2 separate regions of the Capsicum annuum genome follow, and region 2 is linked to region 1. A link is a contact called in public Hi-C data. All regions are on one chromosome and are shown on one strand. Each heading gives the region's core, a stretch centred on a gene start, on an enhancer-like site or on the middle of the called end of the contact. The rest is flanking DNA. Distances are from core to core; before and after follow the strand shown. Region 1 has its middle 46 kb from the start of LOC107877139. Region 2 holds the start of LOC107877949 (auxin response factor 19).

Region 1 (3,420 bases), core at 735-3,234:
CTTCCATACAAATTCAAATTGAAAGAGTTTTCATCTCCAATGCAAATTCAAATTGACTGTTGTTTTCTTCTCCCATACAAATTTAAATTGAAAGAGTTTCCATCTCCAATACAAATTCAAATTGGAGGTTGTTTTCTTCTCCCATACAAATTTAAATTGGAATTTATTTTATTTTCCCGCACAAATTTAAATTGGAGGTTGTTTTCTTCTCCAATATAAATTCAAATTGGAAGAGTTTTATTCCTGGTTAAATAAGGCGGTAAAATTTTTTCCAAAATCTATTTGAAATTAGATATCATGCCTAAATAATCACATTTCAAGTCTAGTCTCTAAAGTATACACTCGACCAACCTTGAAGTAGGGGGCAATTTATAGGTAACAAATTTTGTTAAATTTAAATCCGTACAAAATTTGGATTATATTAAATTCAAAATATATTAATCTCAAACAAATATTACGGATAAATATAATTGAATTAATTGGTTGAGTCCAAACATATATGGATTTAATTAAAGTCCAACCTCAATTGGGTTAGACCATTAATTTGGGCTACAAATGACTAAGCGCACTTTAGCAAGCCCAAGAAGTCATCATATTAATTTGGGCCACAAATGACTAAGCTCATTTTAGCAAGCCCAAAATGTCATCATATTCTAGAAGCCCAATTTGGCGTCGCGTGTCGAATGACAGGGCATGCCAAGTCAAGTGAGGGAGCTAATGGGACCATATCACATGTCAAAATGATGCAGCAAGCCTAGTGAATTAAGAAGCCCATAAAATGTGTTATGTCACTTAAATCTGATTGGTCAAAGGAAATTCATATTTATCAAGATCATGTCACTTAAATCTGATTGGTCAAAGAAAGTTCATATTTATTATGACTCTTTACTATCTATAACTATAAATAGAGGCCTCATAATTCTAAAAAAACACCAACAATTCTAGCAAGAAACAAGAGAGAGCTTGTGGATCAAACACAACAGATTTCTCTACAAATTCAAGAATTCAAGATCAGTTCATCAAGCTTCAAGATCAAGACTTCAAGATTCAAGAACAAGCTCAAGCTTCAAGATCAAGACTTCAAGATTCAAGAATAAGCTCAAAGACACTTGAATTCAAGTACAAGTCAAGATCAAGTTCATCAAAATACAAATCAAGATTCAAGCTTCAAGATTCAAGAACAAGCTCAAGCTTCAAGATCAAGGAATTCAAGTACAAGTCGAGATCAAGTTCATCAAAACACAAATCAAGATTCAAGATCAAGGCTGCAAGATTCAAGAACAAGCTACAAAGCTCTTTGGATTCAAGCACAAGTCAAGATCAAATCCATCAAGTTTACCAATCAAGTTCAAGTTCAAGATAAAGCTCGAAGCCCTTGAATTTATTGTTAAAAAAGCGAATCAGAGGATTCATAGAGATTGTAACTCACATTGAAATCAATAAATCGATTATTGCAGTATTTTTTTTTTCTCGATTATTATTTTCGATCTCAAAAATTTTATTGTCCAACAATATAAATTTTAAATTATTATAAAAAATGATAGACTTTAAATTTGAATCACCTAAATTAAAATTAAAAGTTACTTAAGGACCAGAACTGTTATTATTTGTGCGAGAGAATATTGGAAGTAGTTACTTAAGGACCAGAACTGTTATTATTTGTGCGAGAGAATATTGGAAGAGTTAAATAGTAGTTCTTGTTTAAAATACTTTAAATTACTTTATTTAGCCAAAAGAAGTAGGAATAATATTTTATATTCTGTCAAAAGTAGGACCGCCTTTTATTTTCCAATATAATGAACGGCGATCAAAGCAAGTTTAGGGGGATGAAGCAGAAGCAAACTCACGCGCACTGCTAAAATCAACGGCGGAGATTCGCTTCACACCACACTTTCACACTCAAAAAGCAGCCCTCCTCAAAGATATTACGGATCAACTCCACCTCATTCAACAACCTCGTGCTATATTTTCCATTAGGGTGGGCCCTACCTACCATGCTACTGCAAGTAAGCTAACAGGACCCACAATTATACACCAATGGGAGAGGTACAAGTACTCTGTAAATTGATTTACTATTTTTTTTCGCTAAACAATAACATTAATGTTTTTACGAAAAATTAGCGATCTTTTGTTTTAAAATGTAGTAGTATTTTTCTTTCTAAAATATACATTAAATACGCATCCATATACACGTAACATATAGGATATGCATGCACATAGGGTAATTATGTAATTTACCCTATAAGTAAGAATTTCGCTTTCCTTTTTGAATGTATTATTATCTATAATCTATAATATATTATAAAATGTTAATGCCTTAAAAATGTTATTTGAAACTTTTGTGCTTTGTTAAAACATTATGTAATAGACAAAATTGACTTTTTGTTATTTTTTAAATTTTTTAAAACTTAAAAATTATTAAGATTTAGATATTAATTCTTTCCATATTTGAATTATGTACCTAAAATTTAGGACTTTCAAGTCAATTAATTTTTTTCTTTAGATAAATCTTAGGAAAAGATCAAATATTCATGTGGCTATAAATAATTTTTGTGAAAGGCAAAGTCATTTACACGATCTTAAAGCAACAACGTTTTTTTCGCATTGAGAAGCTTAGGTAGTTTTTTTTTTTTTTTTGGTGAAAGTTTAGGTAGTTTGAATTATCAGGTTCAAGCTTTAGGTTGGTTAATGTATTTTATCATGTTTAGTTGTTTTCCCCGTGTAATAAATATTGCTAAAGATCGATATGCCTATTACTGATGTTATTACATGTATCTCATAAAAGTTTCAGCCTTTTGATTTTTCCAAATGAGTTAAATCAAGACAGAACAACATTTTTATTTGTTAACAAGTTCTTAAACTCATATATGATCACAGAAAATTAATTACAAGATCGTTACATAGCTATCATAATAAATTTCATATTTTGCGATATATATTCAATGCTATGAAGTTATTTATCATTAGGAGTCAAATTGTTCATATATTTATCACACTGTGTTTACTTTCAATTATTAAAAGAAATGTGTACTACATTATTTCTGGGATTAGCAAGAAAAAGAGGGGTGTGGTTGAATTTAAGGACCAAAAATATAAGTTCAAAGGAATTATATCATTTTTTCCTTCTGTGACAACAACAACAAACCTAGTGTATTCCCATAAAGTGGGGTCTGGGGAGGGTAAAATGTACGCAGTCCATACCGCTACTTCCAAAGAAGTAGAGAGGTTGTTTCCAATAGACCCCTGGCTCAAGATAGTGAATGGTAAACAAAAGTGTAATGAAACATGCAGCATGATGGATGACATAACATAAAAAGGAATAAGACATACTAAAATAAAATAGAAACCAGAGCAATACGAAATAAGATAAATAAGCGTCATATAAAATAAGAGATAAGAAATAGGGCATTCGGAAAACGA
Region 2 (3,657 bases), core at 266-2,765, 380 kb after region 1:
CACGACTGCCAACTGCGAGGATACTTGAAAAAAAAAGACATCCTTTTGAAGTTTCACCTCAATGGTCAACTTTGCTAGGCCATAGCCACAAACACAGAATATATATTTTTTCAAAAAAAACATACTGTACTTATGATGGAGTATTATTTATCCACCCAAAGGAAAAAAGAAAGAGAGAAAGAAGAAGGAACACCCAAGCAAGAAAGCAAGACAGAGAAAAAGAAAGAAAGAGAGAGAAAAAGGAAAGGGGCATTTTCTGAAAAAGTTTTCATTGCAAAATATAAGTTTACATATATAGAGAAAAGTGAGCGACAAGGGTGTGTTTGGTATGATAGAAAATATTTTTCATGAAAAATATTTTTCTAGATAATGAGTGGAAAATATATTTTATGATACTTGATTGGTGAATAGAAAATATATATTTTTCTATCTAAATTTTAACTTTACATGAGCATGTGGTCCTCTAATTAAAAATATAATATATTTTCTAAAACATAATATTTAACTACACATTTTAATCATTCGGTCAGTTCGTATGAGACATGACATCAATAATTATACGTTTATCTTACCAAATTTAAAAAATAATGTAATTTTTTATTACGTATTAATAAAATAAATTTATAATTACGTATTTTTTATTTTTATATTTATTAAAAAGTAAATTTTTAATACGATTTATGAAAGAAAAAATAAAAAATAGTGAGCTAGATAGTACTTGATTTGACAAAACAAAGCAATAACTTTTAAAAAATTTTGGTAAAAAATGTAATAAAAATTTATAATTTATAAATTGTAATATAAAGTTTTAATTTATAATTTTTTTTTTAAAAACTGTACTATCAAACCACTTCTTTATGTCAAATCATATAAACGTAATAAATTATTTCGTTTTATAAAAATTTTTGTAAAACGTAATAAATTATTACGTTTTATAAAAGAGTTTTGTAAAACGTAATAAATTATTACTCCATCCGTTTCGAAATAAGTGAATTGTTGGAGTATTTATTGGTGTTTCAAAATAAGTGAATCATTGAATTTTTTTTCAAATTTACCCTTATGATTTGACAATCAATTAACTTTTAAAAAAAGTATTACAAGGTCAACTTTTTCTTTTTTTTGGATAAAAATGAAAAGTTATGTTAAATTTATATCTTTAATGCTTTTTTCTTAATCAGTATATCAAAATTCAACAGTTCATTTATTATGAAACAGAGGGAGTATTACGTTTCACTAAAACTTTTTTACTGTACACATCCGCTATCAAACCGCTTTTAAAAAGGTATAATTATTATGTTTAGTCTATTTTGATAATTTATTAAATATGTGACCTATTTTAATCACTTTATTCATATTTTGATTTCAATTTTTTATAAGTTCCATCTTAATATTTTTTAAAAAATATTTCTTTTCACCTATGAGGAAAGTCATTTTCATTCTAACAAAGAAAAATCAGTTCATTTAAAAATTATTTTTCCAAAGTTATAGAAGGAAAAATAGGAAAATGTCATCATACCAAACACACCCAGAGAGAAGATGGTGTGTGTCTAGTTGAAGCGGGGGCAATTTAAAGTAAAACTGCAGCATTTGGTCTCTGCTATCCTCAACACCCCTTTTTTTTTGCAAAGCTTCCTTTGTCTTTCCCCCACCCTCACCCTCTCTCCTCTTTCTCTTTCTTCCTAGTTTCCCGGCCACTGTTCGCTGGAAAACTTACCCCCTTATTCCCGCCGGCGACCACTCTAGTTTTCGTTTTTGCATTTCTTAGCTCGAGGGAGCATAATACAGAGTACAAAAAATCTATTGAGTTTCTCATTTTTTTTGTGTTGCCGGAGTTTGATGAGATGAATCTCCGGTGAGAATATCTGGGTACTCTTTCTTGTTTTTCTTATCTGGAAAGATATCAAGAGAAAATGAAAACGCCGGCGAACGGTGCCGGAGTTCAGCAGCATACTGCCAACGGGAATCCTGCCGAAGGTCTGTCAATATCATAAATATAATACATATAATAAATATTATATTTTTTGGTACGTATATACTTTCTCAAGTAAAGTAATAATCAGATGCATTGTAAGAATCGTGGAATCAAAGAGACAAAGCTATTTTTCTTTCTCAACTTTTGTCTATTTCTTCAAACTTTAATTTTGCTTTTCTTTCCAATGAATTTTCCTGGAAAATATTGTTTTTTCCTTTTACTTTTATTGTCATATTATGTCCTTTTTTTCCTCAATAACATGTAAACTATGTTTTTTTCCTTGGAAAGAAAGATGAAAACACTTGCACGTTTGTTAAAAGTTGCTAAGCAAAACAAATGAGTCTTTTCTTGGAAAAATATTCTTTTACTTTTTTCATAGTTTTTCAATCTACCGAGAATAAATAGTTTTCCTTTATTTTTTCAAACCCATTTTTACATTTGGGGTCTTTTTTCTTGGAAAACTTTGATTTGTTGTAAAATAATAAATAAATAAATAAAGGGTGTGTTAAAAATTGAATGGTATTTTTTTATTTTTTTATTTTTGCAGTAGAGAAGAAGAGCATAAACTCAGAACTATGGCAGGCCTGCGCCGGTCCTCTGGTGAACCTACCGGCTGCTGGGACCCACGTCGTCTACTTTCCTCAAGGTCACAGTGAACAGGTACTTTTTTAATAATTCAACTGTGACCCTTTTGTGACTTGACGAGAGGGATTCGTCGGATGGCAAACACTCCAGTCCCGGGTCGTTTGGTGCGGAAAAAAAATTTCGAATAAGAATTAGAATTAATTTTACTCTATGAGGTTTAACTAATTCACAATTTGTATTGAAATAGTGGAATTACTATCCTATTTGGGATGAACTAGTTATATGAGATATCTCTTACTTTTCTCATTTGATCATTCAATCTATCAAACGACCCCTCTATGTTTTTCTTTCTTAAGATTTTGGATTCAAGCCAGAAGCAAAAGATTGGAAATTCTTTTGAAGGGGTAAAAAGAGTAAAATAAATCCTTTTGTGACTTCTAAGAATTTTTTTTCGTGGTTAATTAAGTGGGTAAAAGTTATGAGGTTAAGATTTAAATTACATAAATGTGTCGGCAGAAATAGTCGGGTGCCGGAAAGAACAAAATTTTATACATTTTATATGGCGCACCTACACCTTATATTTATACTCCTCCTCTTGAAAAAAGGGACCTACTCTTTTTTTTAATTCGTTTAAAATAAGTGATTTTTTTTTTAGTAATATTTTAATTTTAGTTTTTTATATGACATGTTTAGGACCACAAGATTAAAGAATTTTTTTATATATTTAATATAATTTTAATTTAAGACCTGAGATTTTTTTTTATTTTTTTAAATTTTGTATCAAAGTCATTCTTTTTTAGAAGAGGGAGTACTACTTATGTCAGGCTGCTGACGTGTATGGGTAAAATAATTGGTGTTAATTGTTGATTTTGATGGTAGAATACATTGTATTTATTTCGTTCTTTTCATATCCAATAGTAAGACTCATTTATTTACTTTTGGATCACACCTTTTTTTCCCCGATCTATTATGGTGTCTCTGGTGTAACATGCAACCTTGTATCAGTATCTGTAGATTTATGCTTATACAGAATTGGGTAATTTCGACAGATGGTCACTCATGTTTTGGCAATTGCCTTCAAATATCACTTTTATTTTTTT

What was found. Hi-C and Micro-C count contacts between places; a contact is called where the count stands out from the background.
Region 2: a Hi-C map of placenta shows a contact between it and region 1, with 3 times the contacts expected there. The contact joins the promoter of LOC107877949 here to the enhancer-like site in region 1. A contact is called at or near these places in 2 of 5 Hi-C or Micro-C datasets (leaf and placenta).

Annotation. Positions count from the first base shown.
Region 1 is chr7:69,399,442-69,402,861 of UCD10Xv1.1, forward strand. No RefSeq gene overlaps it. Among protein-coding and RNA genes, the nearest start is that of LOC107877139, 46 kb to the left of the region's middle. Within about 2 kb of position 1,985, at least 1 of the 5 cell types and tissues checked has an H3K27ac peak or open chromatin away from gene starts, as enhancers often do.
Region 2 is chr7:69,784,374-69,788,030 of UCD10Xv1.1, forward strand. LOC107877949 (auxin response factor 19) reads left to right here and starts at 1,516. Exons shown (of 13, transcript XM_016724771.2): 1 at 1,516-1,974; 2 at 2,520-2,632. The coding sequence starts at 1,911.